2 separate regions of the Zea mays genome follow, and region 1 is linked to region 2. Evidence: chromatin contacts called from public Hi-C data. All regions are on one chromosome and are shown on one strand. Each heading gives the region's core, a stretch centred on a gene start, on an enhancer-like site or on the middle of the called end of the contact. The rest is flanking DNA. Distances are from core to core; before and after follow the strand shown.

What was found. A called contact is a pair of places that touch in the nucleus more often than the background predicts.
Region 1: a contact with region 2 is called in a Hi-C map of tassel, with 4 times the contacts expected there. The contact joins the promoter of LOC109943658 here to the enhancer-like site in region 2. A contact is called at or near these places in 4 of 25 Hi-C or Micro-C datasets (ear, leaf and tassel).

The regions. Positions count from the first base shown.
Region 1 is chr1:94,908,295-94,911,930 of Zm-B73-REFERENCE-NAM-5.0, reverse strand. LOC109943658 (ethylene-responsive transcription factor 5) reads left to right here and starts at 1,925. Exons shown (of 1, transcript XM_020547159.2): 1 at 1,925-2,995. The coding sequence starts at 2,018. The coding sequence ends at 2,743.
Region 2 is chr1:94,808,607-94,812,135 of Zm-B73-REFERENCE-NAM-5.0, reverse strand. No RefSeq gene overlaps it. Among protein-coding and RNA genes, the nearest start is that of LOC103637669, 30 kb to the right of the region's middle. Within about 2 kb of position 1,260, at least 16 of the 20 cell types and tissues checked have an H3K27ac peak or open chromatin away from gene starts, as enhancers often do. A contact at or near this core is called in ear, leaf and tassel, where this site is marked.

The DNA of each region.
Region 1 (3,636 bases), core at 676-3,175, 99 kb before region 2:
CCTTGACACCGCCTGCCAGCGGATGGGACGGGACACATTAAATGCTGAGAGGGCACGTCGCCCGTCAGCGCAGTGGCAGGCGGCGCGTCCTCTCCTCAATAAATGCAGGGGCTGCACGACTTCACGTCAGGTTCGGCCCGGTAGCTTATGTCATGGGCCACAAGTAGCGGGTCTCCGCCTGAGCGAGAAGTGGAGGGCAAGGCCTGGACACGTGTCAGCACCGGACCCCTGCTCATACCAGGCTCCTCCTCGTTCCGGGACCCTGTTGAGGTTCGGACCTACCGGGGGCTCCGGACTTATATGTATAGGGGTCCGGTGTCCTTCTGTGGGGGTCCGGACTTACTGGAATATGTTGTCTTTCCTTGCCACGTGGCGCCCTTTGGCCTGCCCATGCGGTGGGGTCAGGCGCCGTCCCCCGCGTGGCTAGGAGACGTCGTATGGGTGCGGCATCTTCATGCTGTAGAAGAGGGTACCCCTGATTTAGGGTACTGACAGTTCATTATAAGAACCGACATTAAAGTAATTTGGGTGGGAATCTAAAACTTCTAGCGAGAATGGAAAATAGTATGAGTATCAGTTAGAACGGTACATAAAGACTATTTTTCATTCTGTACTAGAACTGACACTTAAGGCGTCACTGTTTTTGTACCAACTTGTACATCTTGAATATATCTGTGACATTTGTACCGGTTAGTGTCTTCAACCGTTACTAAAGATTTGATATTAATATTGGTCAGAGACACCAACCGATAGTAATGTCCTGTGCACGGACGCTATATTTAAAACCAGTACTGATGTTTATATTAATACCAGTTTTAAAACAACTAGAACAAATGTTAAAGATAGAAGCTCCGTCCTCCATTAGTGACGACTATTGAGAGTGATCAATCATCAACATAATCTGCATTTAGTGAGTTACTTTAAGTGGTAATGTTCTTTTGAATTCTGTTATATCCACTAATTACATGTAATATATATTTATATGATATACCAGTAAGGTCTTGCATATAAAGATCTTCACAAGCTCCGTTATACCTGTGAATTATTCGTGTCTCCGCCATGCCATTGAATGCAAATGGACAATAACTTAGGTACTTAAAGTCTCAAACAGTATTGGACTCAATACTTCATTTATTTTAAAATAATTATTATTCACGTTTTGTACAAGTCAAAATTTTAAATTATAATTAAATATATTTAAAATAGCAATATTTACAATATACAATTAATATCATTAGATAGAACATTTAATTTTTTTATACTTAATCTATTTACGAATATAAATATTGTTAATATTTTAAAATTTTAATAAGCATTAAAATGGTCGGTAATTTGGAGAAAATGGTCGGTATAAATATTAAAATATTTTATTAAATAACAATAGTTCTCACTGTCCTGTATCAAACACGTCGAATTTGGCACTAGTTGCCACGTGCCGAGCAACAAGGTCTTGCGTCGCTTGCTCGTTCTCTGATTCAAGCGGCAAGTTGGCTCGGGACTACTTGGCTCCGGACGTGTCGCTTTACGTGTCACTCATGCACGTCTACATCACCTTTTTTGGTAATACAGATTCTGTGGAGAGCCGTTTAATTTTATTTTTTCCATCCCAAGTTGTACTGCATTGATTGTACATGCATGTCGAGAGAGCGACAGTTGAAGATAAAATAAATGAATGCATAAATTATTTTCTAACCCAAAATGAGCGGTCTCGATTTGCCTCGGGAGTCGGACGGCGACCGCCCAGGTCTACCGGTACGCGACCACCAGGCACCAGCCACAAGCCGCGACTAGTCCAGCCTTTGCAGCTTCGTGCGTCGCACCAAGAAGCCTCGTGGAACCACCTTGATGTCATCTTATCCCCACGGGCCACCCCCCCCCCCCCCCCCCCCCCCTCCGTAATCCGTATACATATATAAGCCATGCGTGCGGCCTCACCGGCACACGGCACCGCAGCTCTCAAGCGAGATCGAGGCAGTGCGCACGCCGTGCAGGCCTCTCCTCCACTCAACCGCGCGTCATGGCCATGTTGCGCGAGCATCTCGACCTCATCCGCGCTCACCTCCTCGACGACAACCACGACGCCGTTAGCTCCGATGACTCGGCGCCATCGCCATCCCCATCGCCGCCGGGGCGTAGGCCGCTGCCAGCGCTTTCCGTCTCGCTGCCCCCGAGGCCGGCAGTCGTCCTGCAGCAGCAGCACCTGAGGGCGGCGGCGGCGCCGTTGCAGATTCCTCAGCAGGAGCAGCACTGCTGCCCGGAACCCGAGGAGGACGATTTCCGGCGGTACCGCGGCGTGCGGCAGCGGCCGTGGGGCAAGTACGCGGCCGAGATTCGGGACCCGGCGCGGAAGGGCGCGCGGGTGTGGCTGGGCACCTACGACACCGCCGTGGAGGCCGCTCGTGCCTACGACCGCGCCGCGTTCCGCCTGCGCGGGTCCAAGGCCATCCTCAACTTCCCCAACGAGGTCGCGTTAAGCACCGCTGCATGGTGGGCGACGCCTGCTCCTCCTCCTCAGCCCAGCGCGACCGTGGCCGGTAACAAGAGGGCGAGGTCGCCGCAGGAGCAGGACGCTAGGTGCATGGTTAGGGAGGTGAAGAAGGAGCGGATTCAGGAGCCCGCAAGCGGAGGGGCGGACTACTTCTGGGAGGATGAGTCGCTGAAGGGGGCGATCTGCAGCCTGCCGCCGCTCTCACCGTTGTCGCCGCACCCGCACCTGGCCGTGCCGCAGCTCTACGTCAGCTGACTGCCTGACTTGATGTCGTAGCAAGACAGGGACGGTGGTCTTACTCTTACCTGATGATAGTCTTCTGAGTTCTTTGATATGCTAGAGGAGTATAGCTCCAAATATTCTTTCGTTCTTTATTTATTCGTTCAGTCGCAAGCAAGCAAACGTGTCCTGGCGTAGCATGACTGCATGAGAATACTATAATGGACAATTTTTAAATATAATATATAATAAATAAAAGATAATTTATATAGTAACATGATTGAAATAGATCCAGTGTAAACATTACACTCGGCTATTCGAATCCTCCGTTTCATTTTGTAATCCATTTGACTTCTTTGATCTAATTTTGTTGTTATATTCAATTTTTTATACTTTTTTCGAAGTTACGGATCCGTTTTGCCGACTTCCCTTGCCTACATTGTTTCATTGGCCAGAGGCTGTTCACCTTGGAGACCTGTTGCGGTATTTATTGAGGAGAGTAGGAGTAGTGTTTCGTAAAAGTTGGAATTATGGAGGCAAAAGCTGGAAGCAAAAGGTTTTAGGTTTAGTAGGTCTAAAACAGAGTATATGAAGTGTGATTTCAGTGTCATGGGGTATGAGGATGGCGATGTTAGTCTTGATGGGCAAGTGGTACCCAAGAAAGACACTTTTCGTTACTTAGGATCAATGCTTCAGAAGGAGGAAGACATCGATGAGGATGTCAGTCATAGAATTAAAGCTGGATGGTTGAAGTGACGGCAAGCTGCGGGTGTCTTATGCGACCCCCGGGTGCCACATAAACTAAAAGGCAAATTCTACAGGACAGCAATCCGGCCAGCTATGTTGTATGGAGCAGAATGTTGGCCCACTAAAAGATGACATGTCCAACAACTAAGTGTGGCAGAGATGCGTATGTTGCGCTGGATATG
Region 2 (3,529 bases), core at 11-2,510:
TCATGTAAAACTTTGCTCTATTGAGTTTGATTCGTTTGGCTTTTCCATGAAGGATCTTTGCACGACAAACGTAATTTTTCGCTGTAATAGCTCCAATGACCTATCACACACGGATATGTATCTCATTTAAGGAGAAATCAAGTTTTAGACATATGACGACTTAGTGTATAGAAACCAATGTCACAAGCTTTATTAAATAACGAAACGTCTTTACAAAAAATAACTTAATAAAATACACTAAGCTAAGATAATCTTGTCATACATGATAAATAATCTAGCAATAATAAATCATAATTAGAACATGATCATGATTCATAAGTTTTATTAACCCAAAACCAAGCAAAGAATAGCAATTCTATCCAATAATTCATTTATAAGCAAGGCATAGGGTAAACAAGATTAGGTAACCTATTAGGTCCCATCAATTTAACCTAACAGTGCATGCATGGTGAGAACATCAATATTATTATGTCAAGAATGTGATCAAGGACATGCCTTTATGGTGCAACTCCAGTTACTTTTCCAAGTTCGGCTTTAGATTCCTCGTAACCTCACTTCTATTCACAGCAAAACATACATAGAGGCAAATAACATTACACCAAACATGGAAACAAACTTTGTAAGAATATTCTACACGTCTACACGAGTCTGTAGGTTCAAGAACCACTAAAATCCGAGTTAAAATGAAGAAGATATGATTTTTCTAAGTTTCTAGAATTATTTTTATACTAAAAATCATTGTCTGTTTTAATTTTATACCTTCCCGGAGCCTAATGGACTTCGGCTACTATTTTTAGAAGCTCAGGGGTTAAAACATAAAAAAATAGGACCTAAATTAAATACTCCGGTGAGGAATTCATCGATCCCCACTCGACGTCCAATCACATGCATACTTTGTACTCCTTCCTGGGGATTCGGTGAAGTGTCCTGACCAGTCTCTGTGGACCCAATGACGCTGGTAGTCCATCTTCTACGGTGGCGGGTACCTCCCTCTCCCCTCGGTTCTCTGCTTGGTCGATGGTGTCTCCCTCGGGTTGCCGATGCGACCTGGTATGCTGAACGGGGTTGCGGAGCCTGGCTACTTATACCCGGAGGGAAGGTTGGTTGGCACTTAGCCGATGGCCTGGTTTGTTACGGAGATCGCGGAGGATCACAACGAAATCGGCATGGAGATGATTATCCTGTCGAAGGAGTCCCACCCAACGGAGTAAGAGTTGTCCGGCAGTGTGAGGTTGGCAAGAGGGCCCACGTGCAAGTGAACGCAGAACGGACCTAGGCACACAGGGTGTCTCTAGCCGTCGGTGTGTCGCCTGGTTGGGCCAAGCGGGTGAGGGGAAAGAAAGAGAGGAAGTGCGCCGACTATCGCATTTCGGCCCAAGTGTCAATTTTTTTGTTTTTTCTCTTTTCTCTTTTTATTTTTTCTGTTTTTCCTTTTTATTTTCAAAATCAAATGTGAATCTGATTTAAAATTAAAACATAAGTTAAATGCAACATACAAAAGTCCAGCATGAGATGCAAGTTTATTTTACTTATTTATTTATTTATTACTTATTTAAATAAATACCTCAAAATGTAATTGTCGGTGTTTCGACCCCGGGGGGTCCTTGGACCGACGAGTAAATTTGTCGCTGCGTGTCCCAGCCCAGATGGGTTGGCGCGAGATGGAACACAAGGGGGGAAAACGCGACTCGTGTTATCCTGCGCCAGGGGATGCGCTCGTAGTAGGGGTTACAAGCGTTCGCGAGAGAGAGAGAGTGAGCCTGTTCGTCAGCTCGTTCTCCCGCGCGACCCTCCCGCATGGAGGCCCTGTACCTTCCTTTTATAGATGCAAGGAGAGGGTCCAGGTGTATAATGGGGGTGTAGCTATGCGCTAACGTGCCCGGCAGAGAGGTGCCTGAGCCCTGTGTACATGCCAACGTGGCTGTCGGAGGGGTGCTAGAGCCCTGTGTACGCGGTAACGTGGCCGTCGGAGGAGTGCTTGAGCCCTGTAGAAGCATAGCTGTCGGGGCTGCTGGGATCTTGCTGACGTCTCCTTGCTTCCGTAGGGGGGCTGAGAACCACCGTCGTCATGGACGCACGCGGGGAGCCATCATTACTTGTTATCGGGGCGAGCCTAGATGGGACGCCGGTCTTGTTCCCCCGTAGCCTGAGCTAGCTAGGGGTAGGGTAATGATGTATCCCCCGTGGCACGGTCGGTCGGAGCCCAAGGTCGGGCGAGGCGGAGACTCCTCCTGAGGCCGAGGCCGGGGTCGGGTGAGGACGCGATTCCTCCGAGATCGAGGTTGAGGCCGAGCCCTGAGGTCGGGTGAGGCGGAGACCACCTTCCGAGGTCGAGGTTGAGGCCGAGCCCTGGGGTCGGGCGAGGCGGAGACCACCTTCCGAGGCCGAGGTTGAGGCTGAGCCCTGGGGTCGGGCGAGGCAGAGACCACCTTCCGAGGCCGAGGCCCAAGGTCGGGCGAGGCGGAGCTTCCTGTTGCGCCTAACTTGGCTGTTGTCAGCCTCACCCTGGCGGGTGGCACAACAGTCGGAGCGGGGCAGGCGGCGTTGTTTTCCTGTCAGGTCGATCAGTGGAAGGGCGAAGTGACTGTGGTCACTTCGACCCTGCCGACTGAGGCACGTGTGTTAGGATAAGGTGTCAGGCGATCCTCGCATTGAATGCGCCTACGATACGGTCGGTTGGGGGCGATTTGGCCAAGGTTGCTTCTCGACGAAGCCTGCCCGAGCTGGGGTTCGGGCGAGTCGAGGGTGCGCCCGTTGCTTGAGGAGGCCCTCGGGCGAGGCGAGAATTCGTCTGGGACTACTGTTCCCGCCCGAGGCTAGGCTCGGGCAAGGCGAGATCGCGTCCCTTGAGTAGACGAAGCCTTGATCTGAATCGTGCCCATCAGCCTTTGCGGTTTGTGCTGATGGTGGTTACCAGCCGTGTTTAGAAGTGTTGGGGTACCCCTAATTACGGTACCCAACAGTAGCCCCCGAGCCTCAAAGGGAGTGTTTTTACTCTCTTGGAGGCTTTGCCGCACTTTTTTGCGAGGGGATCGGCCTTTCTCGGTTACACTTTGTTCCGGTGGGTGCGCACGAGCGCACCCGCCGGGTGTAGCCCCCGAGGCCTCAGAGGAGTGGTTTGACTCCTCTGAGGTCTTAATGCCTTTCATGATGCCTCGGCCGGCCTGGTTGTTCCTTCATGCGACCTGATTGTAGCCCGGGTGCATGGTCAGGTTCCGAGTTTTCAGGCTGGTTTGTTGACGCTGTCAACGGTTTGGCCGTAACCGGGTTGCAAGAGCAGCCCCGAGCCTCTGCACGGAGCGAGAGGACGATCAAGGACTGTCTCGACTTTTATTATACGCCCCTTCGTCGCCTTTCCGCAAGGAGGGAGGGGGGAAATCGCCATGTTGCCCTCGGAGGGCGCCGAACATGGTGTCTCCAGTGAGTTGCTAACGGGTGATCCGAGTGGACGCCCGTGCCCCATTCGATAAGGGTCGGCTAGTGGCCCAGAGGCGCGCTCCAAAAGTACCTGCAGGTGATTTGCCGGACC